2 separate regions of the Mus musculus genome follow, and region 2 is linked to region 1. Evidence: chromatin contacts called from public promoter capture Hi-C data. All regions are on one chromosome and are shown on one strand. Each heading gives the region's core, a stretch centred on a gene start, on an enhancer-like site or on the middle of the called end of the contact. The rest is flanking DNA. Distances are from core to core; before and after follow the strand shown.

Evidence for each region. Promoter capture Hi-C pulls out the DNA fragments that hold promoters and counts their contacts.
Region 2: a promoter capture Hi-C map of hematopoietic stem and progenitor cells shows a contact between it and region 1. The contact joins the promoter of Rims3 here to the promoter of Cited4 in region 1. A contact is called at or near these places in 10 of 39 promoter capture datasets (the 3T3-L1 cell line, the HPC-7 cell line, cranial neural crest and 6 more), 4 of 484 Hi-C or Micro-C datasets (cortical neurons, embryonic stem cells, immediate neuronal precursor and 1 more) and 2 of 9 other capture datasets (adipose tissue and pancreatic islet).

The regions. Positions count from the first base shown.
Region 1 is chr4:120,664,893-120,668,130 of GRCm38.p6, reverse strand. It overlaps Cited4 (Cbp/p300-interacting transactivator, with Glu/Asp-rich carboxy-terminal domain, 4), which reads right to left and starts at 1,568. Exons shown (of 1, transcript NM_019563.2): 1 at 311-1,568. The coding sequence starts at 1,328. The coding sequence ends at 780.
Region 2 is chr4:120,853,536-120,856,547 of GRCm38.p6, reverse strand. Rims3 (regulating synaptic membrane exocytosis 3) reads right to left here and starts at 1,749. Exons shown (of 8, transcript NM_182929.3): 1 at 1,426-1,749.

The DNA of each region.
Region 1 (3,238 bases), core at 319-2,818:
GTCTCTGTTCAAAGCTAGGGCTGCCTGGATCTTCAGGGGACCCCCCCCCCCCAGTTCCTGGAGTCCTAGTGGCTAGGAAATCAAACGGATTAAGCTGTTAACTGGCCAGGCAGCAGCCTGGACCCCTCAGGTTATGTCATGACAATTGCACAACTCTCAAGACATTTTCAAAAGAAACTATCAGGTCTCTTGTCCTTTGGGCTGTTGAGGTTGCGAGCCTCAGTTTCACTTTGGGACTCTAACAGCCTCAGACTTTTTGCAAGTTACAGGTACTTGAGGGTGGGGATGAAAAGGAAATGGAAACTCAAAATTGTAAAGCAACCCAGTTTTATTTTGGTTTTAGAGGCCAGCGGGAGCATGGCTCCACTCTGCAGGGGTTAGGTGTAAAATCCTTCCCTCCCCCGGGCCAGGGGCCCAGGGAAGGTAGGGGGTACGGAGAGATGGCTCCCTAGACCCAATCCGGTTAGTAGGCTGCTCGAGAAGGAAGGTCAGGCAGAGGCCTGTAATGGCTCAGATTGGGGCAAGGCGGCGGAAAGAGGGCACAGAATCCAAGAACGTGGAATCCGAAGGCTGGTTCAGTTCCCTCCATTAGACCGCTGAGGCTTGGGTATGAGAAGCGAGACCCAACTGTCATCTGGCAGGAGGCAGAGCCTGGAGGCAAGGCAGGTGTTCTCGGCTGGAGCCGTCTCGGCACGAAAACCAGGCGCCTCCACCCTCACGGAGGGTGTGTGGGAGCCGGGCCACCGGGCGCAAGGTCCCGTGTCTCTGGGTGGTGGCTCTCAACAGCTCACCGAGCCGGCGGCCGGCGCTGACCCCAGGTCTGAGAAGCAATCGAACTCGCTCTGGCCGAGGAAGAGCTCCGGCAGCTCGCGTACGCGGTGCAACCCGAGCTCGAGTTCCAGCGACGTCAGCGCCTCTTCGTCGATGAGCTCGGTGTCCATGCAGCCCAGGGCGGGTGGCGGCGGCGGCGGCGGCAACGAGGCTGCGGCTCCGGGCGCCGGCTGCAGAGGTGAGGGCCCTCCAGCGGCTGCCGGGGGCGCCGGGATGCGGCCCGGGGACGGTGTGGCTGCAGACTGCAGGTGCGTGCTACCGGCGCCCGGCGACTGCGAGACGGGGAAGGGCTGGAAAGAGACCGGCGACCCGAAGGAGCCGTATGCCAGGGTCCCGGGTGGCGGCGGCGGTCCCAGCGGAGCCCCCCGCGGCCGCAGACCGCTGTCCATGCCCGGGCCTGCGTATGGCTGCAGAGTCCGGGGAGCGTGCGGGCCGTGGGTGTGCGGCGGCACCTGTAGCAGGCAGTAGCCCTCGGCGAGCATCAGGTGGTCGGCCATAGCAGCTGGCGGACAGTCAGGGCACGCCCCGGGTCTCGGCCAGCGGCTCCTCTTGGGCGGGAGACCCGGGCACTGTGCAGTCCCTGCAACTCAACCAGGCAGAGGAAGAATAAATCGGATTCGTTCACTGTCTCACCCGGGTCTCCCGGATCTCCTCTCTTCTGCGCTGCCCACAGCAGTAGTTGCAGGCCGCAAAAGAAACAGACAGCCCAAGGGTTCCCAGGCTTTCGCGCAGTGCCTTGAAGTCCGGAGATTTTTTATACCAAGAGGCGGGAACGCCACGCCCACTCTCTGTCATTGGCTGGATGAATCCCTTCTGGGCGGGTCGTGAACCTGTCCAAGAAGGTATTGGTCCCGCCCCCTACCAGAGCTCCGCCCTTTGGGCCTGCAAGGGCGTCCCAGGATGCAGGCACTTTGGTAGGGCTGGGTGGTTGACATTTTTCTGGGGCTTGGTCAGGCCTTCGAGGTACTGGTTAAGAGGGGGTATGGGAGTAGCTTGAATTTGCCAGATGAGGTGAGAGGGCCAGTTCCTGTAGTTTCAGGATCTTGGCGTCACTCAATTTACTATTTTTTCGGACTGAGCCTCAGAGGCAGGAGAGATTTCCTGGAAACACACAGTAAATAAAGCCTTTAAGATTCAAACCCGGAACTTTGTATTGCACTTCAGCGAAGTGCAATGTCCTTTGAAGAGGTCAGCTCTCTGTTCCTACAATCCCCAGGGAGCCAATTGCTCCTTCTCTCTGGTTCACACTGTGCTGTCTGTTGAAGCTTGTCCTGAGTTGTTATTAAAGTAATTTATGGGCATGTCTCCTGAAGGACTTGTTCATCTTCTTACCCTCAGCATTTGGCCCGCAGCCTGGTTCAGAGCTGGCTTTCTGTAAAAGTGGAATGAATGAGCAAATGATGGCGTGAATTGCAGCTCATTCACCAAACTGCGGCTTTCTCCTCCGTAGGATGCTGGCCAGAGTAGCAGAGACCACAAGCGCCTATGGTGAAAGTTAGCTGAGGCTCTGTGTGTGTGTGTGTGTGTGTGTGTGTGTGTGTGTGTGTGTGTATAGAGCCCTCCATAGTGCCTGGCACATACATATGTATTAAATGTTCTTTAATCTAGTGAAAGGTTGGCTATAAGGCTGGCTCTAATGATCACCCAATGGGGGATTTCCAAAGCTTCTTTGAATCACAATAATCCTAACTTGGAGCTTTAGAGTGCTCTACATTCTACAAGTGCCTTTCTGGGGTAGGGTATGAATTTTTAGCCCTATTTTGCAGATAAGAAGACTAAGGCACCAAAGGAAAATGAGGCTGTGCAGAGGCTGTATGCAAATAGTCATTCCTATATGCAACAAGCTCTTTGAGCCACAGGCATGCCGGGGACGGTTTCCTGGAGCCTGACTTACACATGTTGGCTTTCCCCTCCTCAGGCTCCCCTCCCCCCTGCAGCAGCCTCTGGCCTTCCTGGAACTTTGGTTTATCTAGCTGGTGTAGAGGGGAGAAGTTTAGCAGCCGAGTTCAGAGGCCCAAGTTCTAATCATAGCTCTGCCACCTGCAGGGGCGTTGGGTGGGGGCTGGGGGGGCATCACTTGATTCCATAGGGCCTCTGCTTTCTGCTGTGAAAGGAAGTTGGTGGTCCTAGTCTAGTATAATGAAAGCCTTGGGCTATCTCTTTTTCTCCAGATAGGGCTCCACACAGAAATTCTTAAACCTGACTGTTAGGGGGAACCCTAACCTTCTGACTCAGAAGGTTAACACTGAGATGTTTGTTTGTTTGTTTGTTTGTTTGTTTTAGGCAGAGCCTTGCTGTGTAACCCAGGCTGGTCTTGAAGCTGATATTATTGTCGTTCAGCCTTCCTAGTGCTTAGACTGTGGGTGGTTTGGAATCATAAGACTATGTTTTTAAAAAAAATCACCCT
Region 2 (3,012 bases), core at 500-2,999, 190 kb before region 1:
GCTTATAGTTCAGCAGTTACCCACTGAGCTCAGGAGGGCTCAGGGAGAAGCTGCTCAAACCTACCACTGTATTTATTCCTCCTAAAACCGTAGGACTGTTTTGCCGAAAGAGGCTCGGAGAAAGCAGGTGATTCCTTCCTTTCATATCACATAGGCAGAAAGTAGCAGAGCCGGGATTTGAAGACAAGTTTAATCAGCTCTGGGGCTCTATCCCTTGTAAACGGCCAGATGGTTGGAGAACCCAAGGAAGTCCCTGAATACCTGGTTTAAGCACAAACTGCATGGACCCCTCCCCAGCAGGCCCCTGCCCAGAGAGTGTCCCACTGGGCCATCCTCTTCACTTGCCTATGGGGACAGAGTTGGCAGTTGCGTGATTGTGATTACGGACTGATTGGTGGCTGGCAGCAACTGTGGAGATGGGTTGTCAATCCCTTGGTGAAAGACCCTCTTTCCACCATTCAGGCCCCAAAACCCAGTGAGAAGTCATCACCAGCAGAGAACAGAGCAATAGGAAAAGCAGCTGCCTTCCATCTCTCTCCAAGATATCACCCTTAGAGACAGGGTTGGACACAGCAATTCCCCCAGGCCCAAGCCCTGAAGGCCCCTGATGGCACTGCTAGCTAGGGCCCCTTGTTGCTCTGGCTTAGCTACAACATTTCCCACCTTAGCCAGGGACTACAAGAGCTATAGAGGGACCATTCATTCGCTTCTGAGATACTAGGAGGGGAAACCCACTCCTTGAGGTTGGGTTGTACAGAGGTAATGGGGGCCTGGGATCCAGGCAACCAGGAAGCCAGCCAAGGAGACCTATTCTCCCAAATGAACAAGATGCCAGAATAGCCCATGAAGGGTCTTGCCAAGCTTCCTTGAAGCCTTGGGTGACCCATCGTGCCCCTGACCACTTTTTCCCAGCTTCCCAGAAGCCCCTTCTTTCACCCTGAAGCTGCGTGAGCACCACCTCTCTCCTTTTTACTAAGAAGGGGAGTGTTTCTCTGGGTACAATGGTGTCACGTTGGAAGGAAAAAGTGGCCGCTTCCCAACCAGGGTACAGGCAGGAGGGAGAAAGGCAGGCTACCTTTCCAGGAGGGATTTTAAGCACTTTGCAAAAATGCCATGCGAAGCAATGCTGTTGAAGATCAGGGCCCCAGGTGAAACCCTGAGCGTCAGCAAAGTACTCCAGATTCTAGGGTTCCTACCCCATTTTCCAGGTTTCCTCAGGCTCAGCCCCCGCCCCACAGTCATCCCAGGTTGTGCGCATCGCGGAGCCTCCCCCCCAAACCCTCCCCCCCGCCCCCCAGATCTGGCATACATCCCTACGTAGCGCTCGGCGGCCGGCCGGAACCCCCCTTCCCGGCGTGGTCCCCTGCCCTGACCGCAGCCCCCTCCCCACGCCCACTCGCAGGCGCGCAAGGCCTGCTGACTTACCCCGAGGTGGGGCCGGGGTCCACGCCTGGAGCGGGATTCCGCTGGCGGAGTGGCGCCGCAAGGCGAGGCAGGTGCTGCCCCGGGACCCCGCCCCGCGGACCCGGCGGTAGGCGCGGCCCGGCCCCGAGCGGGCGCGGACTCCGAAGGGGTAGGGACGCGGGGCGGGGAGGGGCAGCGACAGAGACTCACGGGGGCATCGCCCGCCACCGGGCCGGACAGCTCCGCTCCGCCCGCCTGCGCTGCTGGCTCCGCAGTCGCCACACAGTTCTCAGTCGCCGCCGGGTGCAAAGCCCAAGCCACGGCTGGCGGGAGGAAGCGGGCCCTGGCAGGGGCGGGGCCTAGGGCTGGTGGGAGGGATTAGTGGATGGGGCGGGGCCAGATGGGGCGGGGCCCGAAGGTGGGCGTGGCCTCTGGAATCTGGATCTTCTAGGTGTATCCTTGAGGAGTAGGCCTGGAAGAAGTGAACCTCTAAGAATCAGGGGTTGGGGGCCGCTCAAGTCCCTAAGATGCTCCTCCTGTCCCCTGCCTGTCCACTCTTCTACACAATCTGTTCCTTCTCAAACTTCCTTGTCCTTGGGGGCACCTCCCAGGTGCCTCCATCTATTCTGAACAAGATCAAGGAATGTCAGATGGTGAGCAGTAAGGCTAAACACCTTACAAACATAGAGTCCATTTTAAAGACCAAAAAAAGGGGGGAAACTTTCGGAGGAGAAATGACTTGCTCAAGTGCCTGCTGTAAAAGATTTTCTGGAAAGAGGGAGGGAGAGAGAGAGAGAGAGAGAGAGAGAGAGATCAGGAGTCACAAAAGAGTGCTGCTTTTGAAGATCAGAGTTCAGTTCCCAACACCCAAGTCAGACAACTGTTACTTCAGCTCCAAGGAATCTGATGCCCTCTTCTGGCACCTGAAGGCTCCAGCACATGTGTGCACATACACACACGAAGTGAAAGTAAGTCCTTTGTTTAAAAAAAAGGAACTTCCAATATACTTTCAGACTTCAGGTAAGGGGCCTATGACCCATATTAGCTCCTTTGCCACCTGTGGCAGTGCCTTTCAACTGGGGACAGTTTTGTCCTGAAGGGATTTTTCACAATATCTTGAGTTACTCGTAGTTTCTGCAATTATGAGGGGTTTCCAGTAAGAACCAACCCTGGAACTGTGCTGGCCAGTCCTGATACCAAAGAGTCCTCAGGCCCTGTGTCAATAGGACTGCAAGTGGGAACCCTGTATTACTGTTGGTTCTCTAGAGGGACAGAATTTAGAGAAGAAACACATACACACACACACACACACGCACACACACACACACACACACACGCACACACACACGTACACGCACACATGTGGGAGGGGATTTATTAAAATGGCTTACAGGATGTGATCCGGCTTGTCCAACAATGGCTGTACAATGGAAAGTCCAAGAACTCAGGAGTTATTCACTCCACAAGGCCAGATGGCCTTCAATATCTGCTGGAATGCCAAAGAAGTGGGTTCAAATGTTAGTGACGGACTGAGGTTGCCAGTGAGGGTGAGGGCCAGTATGCAAAGAGAGCAAGCTTTTTTTGCTTCCATCAACAGTGGATCTTTCA